Linked DNA regions of Zea mays: region 2 is linked to region 1. Evidence: chromatin contacts called from public Hi-C data. All regions are on one chromosome and are shown on one strand. The core of a region is the stretch at or near the end of the contact, and the rest is flanking DNA. Distances in the headings are between cores, read along the strand shown.

Evidence for each region. A called contact is a pair of places that touch in the nucleus more often than the background predicts.
Region 2: a contact with region 1 is called in a Hi-C map of leaf, with 4 times the contacts expected there. The contact joins the promoter of LOC100194161 here to the enhancer-like site in region 1. A contact is called at or near these places in 3 of 25 Hi-C or Micro-C datasets (bundle sheath, ear and leaf).

What each region holds. Positions count from the first base shown.
Region 1 is chr2:51,263,599-51,266,883 of Zm-B73-REFERENCE-NAM-5.0, forward strand. No RefSeq gene overlaps it. Among protein-coding and RNA genes, the nearest start is that of LOC118476310, 7.6 kb to the left of the region's middle. Within about 2 kb of position 1,838, at least 4 of the 20 cell types and tissues checked have an H3K27ac peak or open chromatin away from gene starts, as enhancers often do. A contact at or near this core is called in bundle sheath and leaf, where this site is marked.
Region 2 is chr2:51,420,622-51,424,034 of Zm-B73-REFERENCE-NAM-5.0, forward strand. It overlaps LOC100194161 (L-ascorbate peroxidase S chloroplastic/mitochondrial), which reads left to right and starts at 1,604. Exons shown (of 12, transcript NM_001139211.1): 1 at 1,604-1,865; 2 at 1,986-2,102. The coding sequence starts at 1,707.

The sequences.
Region 1 (3,285 bases), core at 588-3,087:
AGATTTGTCACAAAAATGATGTGCAATTTTTCGGTGCATGCACGAGACCTCCTGTTTTGTGTATTGTTACAGGTATATAGTCGTTTTCTATTTACACAGTGCCGCTTAGATTCTCTTGCATTTGTACTTTGGAGCATCACTTGTATTAGCTCTTTATTTCTTTTCCATTTATTATTATCAGAATTCTTGCATGGAGGCAGTATTTAAGACTTCCTTTACAATAGCCGAGGAATTTTTCAGCTCCTGGATGTGATTAGAGTTGCATCTTATGTGTCCAAGGGAGTGAATTACTTCCATCAGATTAATATTGTTCATATGGACTTGAAGACTACAAACTTTCTTATGGATGATTAGGTACTTAACTGCACATTGTAGTATTAACCTTTGTTACATCATCTATCTCATGAAATAGAAGTCTACTGCCACACTCACTTCTCAGGAAAGTGGACTCTTAGCTTTGGAAGCAAGTATTATGAGTTGTACATAACTAATGATAAAGTTTGATTTTTGATAACTACCATGAGGTTGGTTGTGTAGAATTTTGAACTTAATGTTCATCACTGGAAGTTGATCGCCTAGCACAAAGGTGGCAACGTTTTCTGTTAGGTACTTATCAGCATAGACATACATGACTCTTGCATATTTTCTGCTCTAATGGGTTTTAGCATGATTTTTTAAAAAAAATAAGTATGTTGAGCAATTACTTTTAGGAGGGAACTACATCAAGCACATTTTTAAATATTTTTTTTGCTCTATTTAACAATCTGAACTTGGGAATATTATGCTTCTTTAGGAGCTAATGGAACTACATTATGTACAATGTAATGCTCGAGTGGAGTGCCTTTCTGACTAGAGGTTTCTTTGCTAACAAATCAAACATGATCAGTCAAAGGTTGTTGAGATCTTGGTCAAGGACCTTAAGGTCTTTGCATCCTTCAATGAGTTGTTGTTTAAGGAGATCACACAGTTTCTGACCTTGGACAACTTTAGGTAAAGAACTGACTGGTCAGCCTTGTTTTTTTGTATGCCTCGTCTGATGTTATTATTACCATGGCTTTTAGTTGTTTCTGGATTGTTCAATGAGTGATTTCTGGGTTTGCCTTGTTATTAGGGAAAATAAGCAGCTTTCTAAGTATGGTGATACAAAATATGCACGAGTAATAATGCTTGTTGAGGTGCAGAAGCTGATTGAAGCTTACCTCTGTACTGTGACAAGCTACAATTTCCCAGACTGAAGAATTCTAGGTCCTAGACACTTATTAACCAGAGGTAGTCCTGTGTAAAATAATCAATTATCTATGTGCTCTTGAGTCTCAGACATTTTAGCGTTTTGTTTTTTATTCTGTAAGTTTACACTTATGCAAGTAAGCTTCATCCTTAGCAACTGAAATGTTTTAGATTAGGATGCCTGGAACTGTGGAAGGTGGAACCAGTATGTGATTCGTTATATGTATATATACTGCCTCAGGTTGCCATTTATTTAATACAATAGTACTTGTGTGGATAATAAAGATAAAAGAATATGTTGTTGCCTCTTCCCTTAACAAACTCTTCAACTTATATTTTTATTTTTCAAAAAGGTAGTTGTAATCGACTATTAACCTTTTAAGTGCAAGTTAAGGTTTTTTTTGGGGCATTTCTTTTTTTATCATCGCTATCTTTTTTACACACTCTACTGGAGACAATCTTAGGGTTTTGAATCTTCGATTCGGTTGCTGTTGTGTTGTCTCACTCTGACGTGTGATGATGGTGGATATCGACGTGGATGCTTTTCGTAGAGTCGATGTTGAGGCTGGAGCTCGGTGGGGACACGGACAGGTCTGCGAAGCTGACGGAGCGGCCATGCGAGGTGGACTGTGCTTACTACATCCACACAGGCTCCTGCGACCGTGATCGTGCTGCACCGGTGAGCGCTCCCTTCATGTCGTTTCATCCCTCTGTTCTGTGCTGCTCTGTTTTGTTCTGTGCTAAGCACTCCTGTTGTCCTGGCACCTAACAATGACTGACGAGTTGGATTATAGCTTGTTGGTGAATGACGAGTGTGTTGTTGCTTAAAGTAGAAGATTTTTAGCGAGTGATGATTGTTGTTAAGGGCATGGAAGTGAAAGTTATGAAATATTGGTGAGTGATGATTGTTGTTAAGGGCATGGAAGTGAAAGTTATGAAATATTGGTGTCTTTTGGCTCATGCGGGAAATTCTGAGTTCCCAACTTTAGCTCTGAATCTATACTACATAGCTCTTACTAGCTTGCACTGTAGGCCTCGTATGTAAAAAAGTCTTAACTTTTAAAAAAAAGCTAACAAGAATATAAAATGATAATTAGTATTTTTGAAATTTAATGTACCTTATCATAACATGTTCACTCCGTAGCAACGCACGGGCGTTCATCTAGTTAAATACAAAGTAAGTAAAATATAACATGGGGTATATATGTGTCCAGATGACTTAAAAGAAGGTTACCTCGAACAATGATCAAGTAGATGTAATACGTTGTGAGATCAATCGATTATGTCATGTTAGTTTCGTGTTCGCTATGTAGGGAAAGACAAAAGCGCTGTCGTACCCAATGTCGTGTGTTGGCTACCGAGAGGAGAGGGCACGACCGTCTGTTTGTTTGCGACTGAGAGCCTAGGCAGATGGGCCTGAGACTAAGAAGTACTACTACTAAAATATAGAAATCAAGATTAATGGATTATGTCTAATTCTTCTTGCTTGTTGTTGCCGTGTTGTTGACTTATAATTAGGTCTTTAAAAGTTTTGTAGAGCTAACAGACATATATATACAATATACGCTATATGGCTGTATATATATACTGTTATTTAGTAACTAAAGTGAAGCCCCATTAATTTGGGGGCCCTAGTCGGGGGCACTGCTCGACCCCCGCTAGGGCCGGCACTGGTACGTGCACGAGGCATACATCTGAATGGACTAGCAGTCTAGGTATATTCGCAGAAAAAGAACATCACGAACTCGAAAGTATAAGATGGATTCGAATTCGAGATCTCTAGCTCTGGTAGATACCATGTTAGAATAGACACACTAATCAGCTCAACCAAAAAACTTAATCTACTAGATGAAGATAGACAATCCACCTGTACAAGTTCAACACAGACATTCTAACCCTTTCAATAAATGTGAGCTTGTCTGAGCCAGAAATGCTTTATCAAGGATCTCCAAAATCTAAGTGGCTTCATGCCTTCATGCTGAACCTTTAGATGCATGACTATTAGAAAACATCGAATATAAAAAATAAAAAATACATATAATAAAACAATCTTCCCAT
Region 2 (3,413 bases), core at 354-2,853, 160 kb after region 1:
ACAGGTAATGATGGTTCCCCGCGTGCGTCCATGACGTCGGCGAAGAAACGTCAGCAGGACCCCGTGCCGCACCGTCAGCTACGCTTATACAGGGCTCAGGCACTTCTCCGCCGGCCACGTTAGCACATAGCTACACCCCCATTGTACAGCTGGACCATCTCCTTATATCTATAAAAGGGGATGTCCAGGGCCTTCCTAGAGACACACGCAAGCAGAGAAGACAGAGTGGGAGAGACGCGGAGGAGGCTAACTCAGACAACTCAAGGCCGAACTCTCTCTCTCGACGCTTGTGACCCCTACTACGAGCACCCCGGTGCAAGATAACATAAGCCTCATCCTCCCTCTTGTGTTCCATCTTGCATCAACCCATCTAGGCAGGGACACGCAGCATCAAATTCACTGGTCGGTTGAGGGTCCTCGCGGGTCCGAAACACCGACATTTCTCCAGAACAATTCTAGCCTCGCTGCTCAGGGGCTTCTTCTGGGTATCTGAATAGGCTATGTTGAGTAGATAGAGCTTCCTTGAAGCAACAAATGCACCCTAGAAGATCTGTTTCATCCCTCCCCTAGTGCTATCTGATTTCATACACTGCCAGGCCACCATGACCTGATCTCTCTCTCACTAAGATCACCTCGGTAAATTTTGTACTTTCCTAATTTAAGAAAAACGATTCAATCAACTGCTAGGAAGCAGGTACCATTACTTTTTTCTTCTCTGCTTGCAGAAGTCTATCCACGATGAACTGTGGTGCCCGCTTTCTCCACCTTCACCAACCACAAGACTTCAGCACAACAATCTACATCTGCAATCCACGATCCCAAAGTATACAACATGGTATCCTACACTGGTACTGCTGCATTAGGTTGTCTCACAGTATTAATGCCCTTCAGGTTCAAACTAATCCTCGCCTTGGGCTAGAAAGTCGGCTTGAAGAGGGTGAAGCCCTTTTCCTGTAACGCTCCAATTCTAGCCCCTCAAACACTCAGCAAGCCATCGACCATCGTCGTGTACTACAATTATATTTCACTGTCTTGTATTGACGGCGAGACGGATAACTGCATGCGGGAAAACAAAAACACCTATGTGCGCCACCGTTTCCCACCTCCACTAGAACACACTGATGCACGCAGGAAACAAAAACACGAGCGGATGGATTGACAAACGATGCAACATACCAAAATATGAAGGAGAGGAGACTGTGAATACGAGAGACACAATTTTTTTAGGAAAATAAAGGAGACGTTGCAGTAATAAAAATCATTATTCTTTACTTATATCTGTTTTGGAGTTGACTTACACGTTAGAGTTGCTCATACTAGTAGAGGTTTACTGTGATTTTTTGGAAAAAAGTTCAAATAAAAAACCGCCGCCGGAGTCCAAACCCGCGCGCGGCGCGTGGCGCTCGTTGGCCGCCCCGCCGCCGAATAAACTGACCAGCGACCGAAGACCAAGGCACCAACCCTCCACGACCGCCAACACCAAGGCACCAACCAACCTAGGCTACGCAGTGCCGCACAGGCCCGAGCGGCAGTGAGAGTGAGAGCAGGAGCACGCTCCGCGCACCAAACCCCCGAGACGCCTCAAAACGCAGGCAAAGTGGAAGTGGAATCGAGTCAAATCGACCACTTCTCTGGCAAGCCCGCAGGCCGCAGCCCCTCCTCTCTCCAAGAGCCGCCGCGGCTGCTCCCCCCCTAGCAAACCCGCCATGGCCGAGCGCCTCGCAGCATCCGCCGCCACCCTCCGCGCCTCGGCCGCCGCCACCCCATTCGCCCGCCGCGCGGCGCCGGCCAACCGCGCCTTCTTCTCGCCTTCGCTAGCTCGCGCGCGCGTCGGCCTCCGCGCCGCGCCCTCTTCGCTCCCACAGGTCCGTATACCGCGTTCGTTGGATACCAGTGCGCCTGCGGCTTCATCCCTAGATCGAAAATGGTGCAGCAGCAGCAGCATCAGACAGGCTGTTGACTCGAGTTTACGTGTGTGATCGCAGAAGGCGAGGGCAGTGAGGTGCGCGGCTGTGGCGATGGCGTCTGACGCGGCTCAGGTGAAGGCCGCACGCGAGGACATCAGGGAGCTTCTCAGGACGACTCACTCCCACCCCATCCTGGTGCGTATGGTGATCCCTGTGTGTTATCCATAAACTTCATCAATTATGAATTCATGATGGTGATGCATTGTTCAAGATGTTTTGACTAAACCCTTTGCAGTCATACCATCACACTGCTACAATAGAAGATGTGAGGCTTTAAATTGCGATCTTACTATGGTGGCATCACTGCCAGCGAACATAGTGATAGTGATCACTTAATAACTTTGTTAGTGATGTCCATTTATATACGCCTCTGCAGCACATGGTGTGTGAGCAGAGAACTGAGCAGGGTGCCCGTTTTGTAATCAAGTATTCACTGTTGATCAGTGGCAATGGCTGACCCAGAATTTAAACCTAGGGCAGTCGAGAACAAAAAAATAATCTTGACATGTAATATTGTGTATACTTCGGTACTATGTATATATAATTTCTATCAATTCGTTACATAAGCAGAAAATGAGCAAAATATCTGATAATGAATTTAATTCATCAAATTAGGTTCCAAGTTGCATATATTGTTTCTTTGCGCCTAAATACTGACGAGTAGTTTGTTTTTGGACCAAATTACCGGGTAGTCGGGGGGGGGGGGGGTACCCCTTGGGTCCGCCCCTAACCAGTGGCAGATCCAGATTTTTTTTACTATAGCCACTTCTACTAGAATATGGGTTATTGCTGACTTATAAATGTTTTCCCTAATTATGCTTAGGCCCTGTTTGGATCCTTGGAATTGAAATCCATTCTAATAAGCATAATTTAGGCGCAAATCAATTAAGTTAATATGGTTGTATGCCCAATATATCTATAATTTATATACTATTGTCGCCCTTACGAGTGAGATACTTGTATGTCGCACTTCTGCGGTAGGGGAGAGAGCTGAAGAGCATGGTATAAATTGTAAAGCAGAAATATAGTATGATGAATTTCTATTTAGATTTGTATCTAAAATTTGGGAAGATGTGGAATATCAAGTTTTAAGCCAAATAGCCATAGTCTACTATGGGCCTGCTTGGTTCCCTAGCTGAGCGCTATTGTGCCTTGTTTAGCCTAGATGACGAGAAAGTGCAGGTGTTTGGTTCCCTCACCTGAGCGTATTGGGAACTGTGCAAGAAAGCTTTACTTTGCTCCCGTGAGATAGCCAAATTGGCACGCTTGGAGGGGCGAGTTTCTCGTTACTCATGCCACCTCAACAAAATGAGGCGAGGCTAGACTGCACCAAGAACCAAGCAGGCACTAAGACTGTGTCCAGCAGTTCACCCATATGGTCACCAAAAACACAGTTTTGCACTGTAGATTATACTGTTCGCAGAGTGGAGTTTGAATATAGGTATG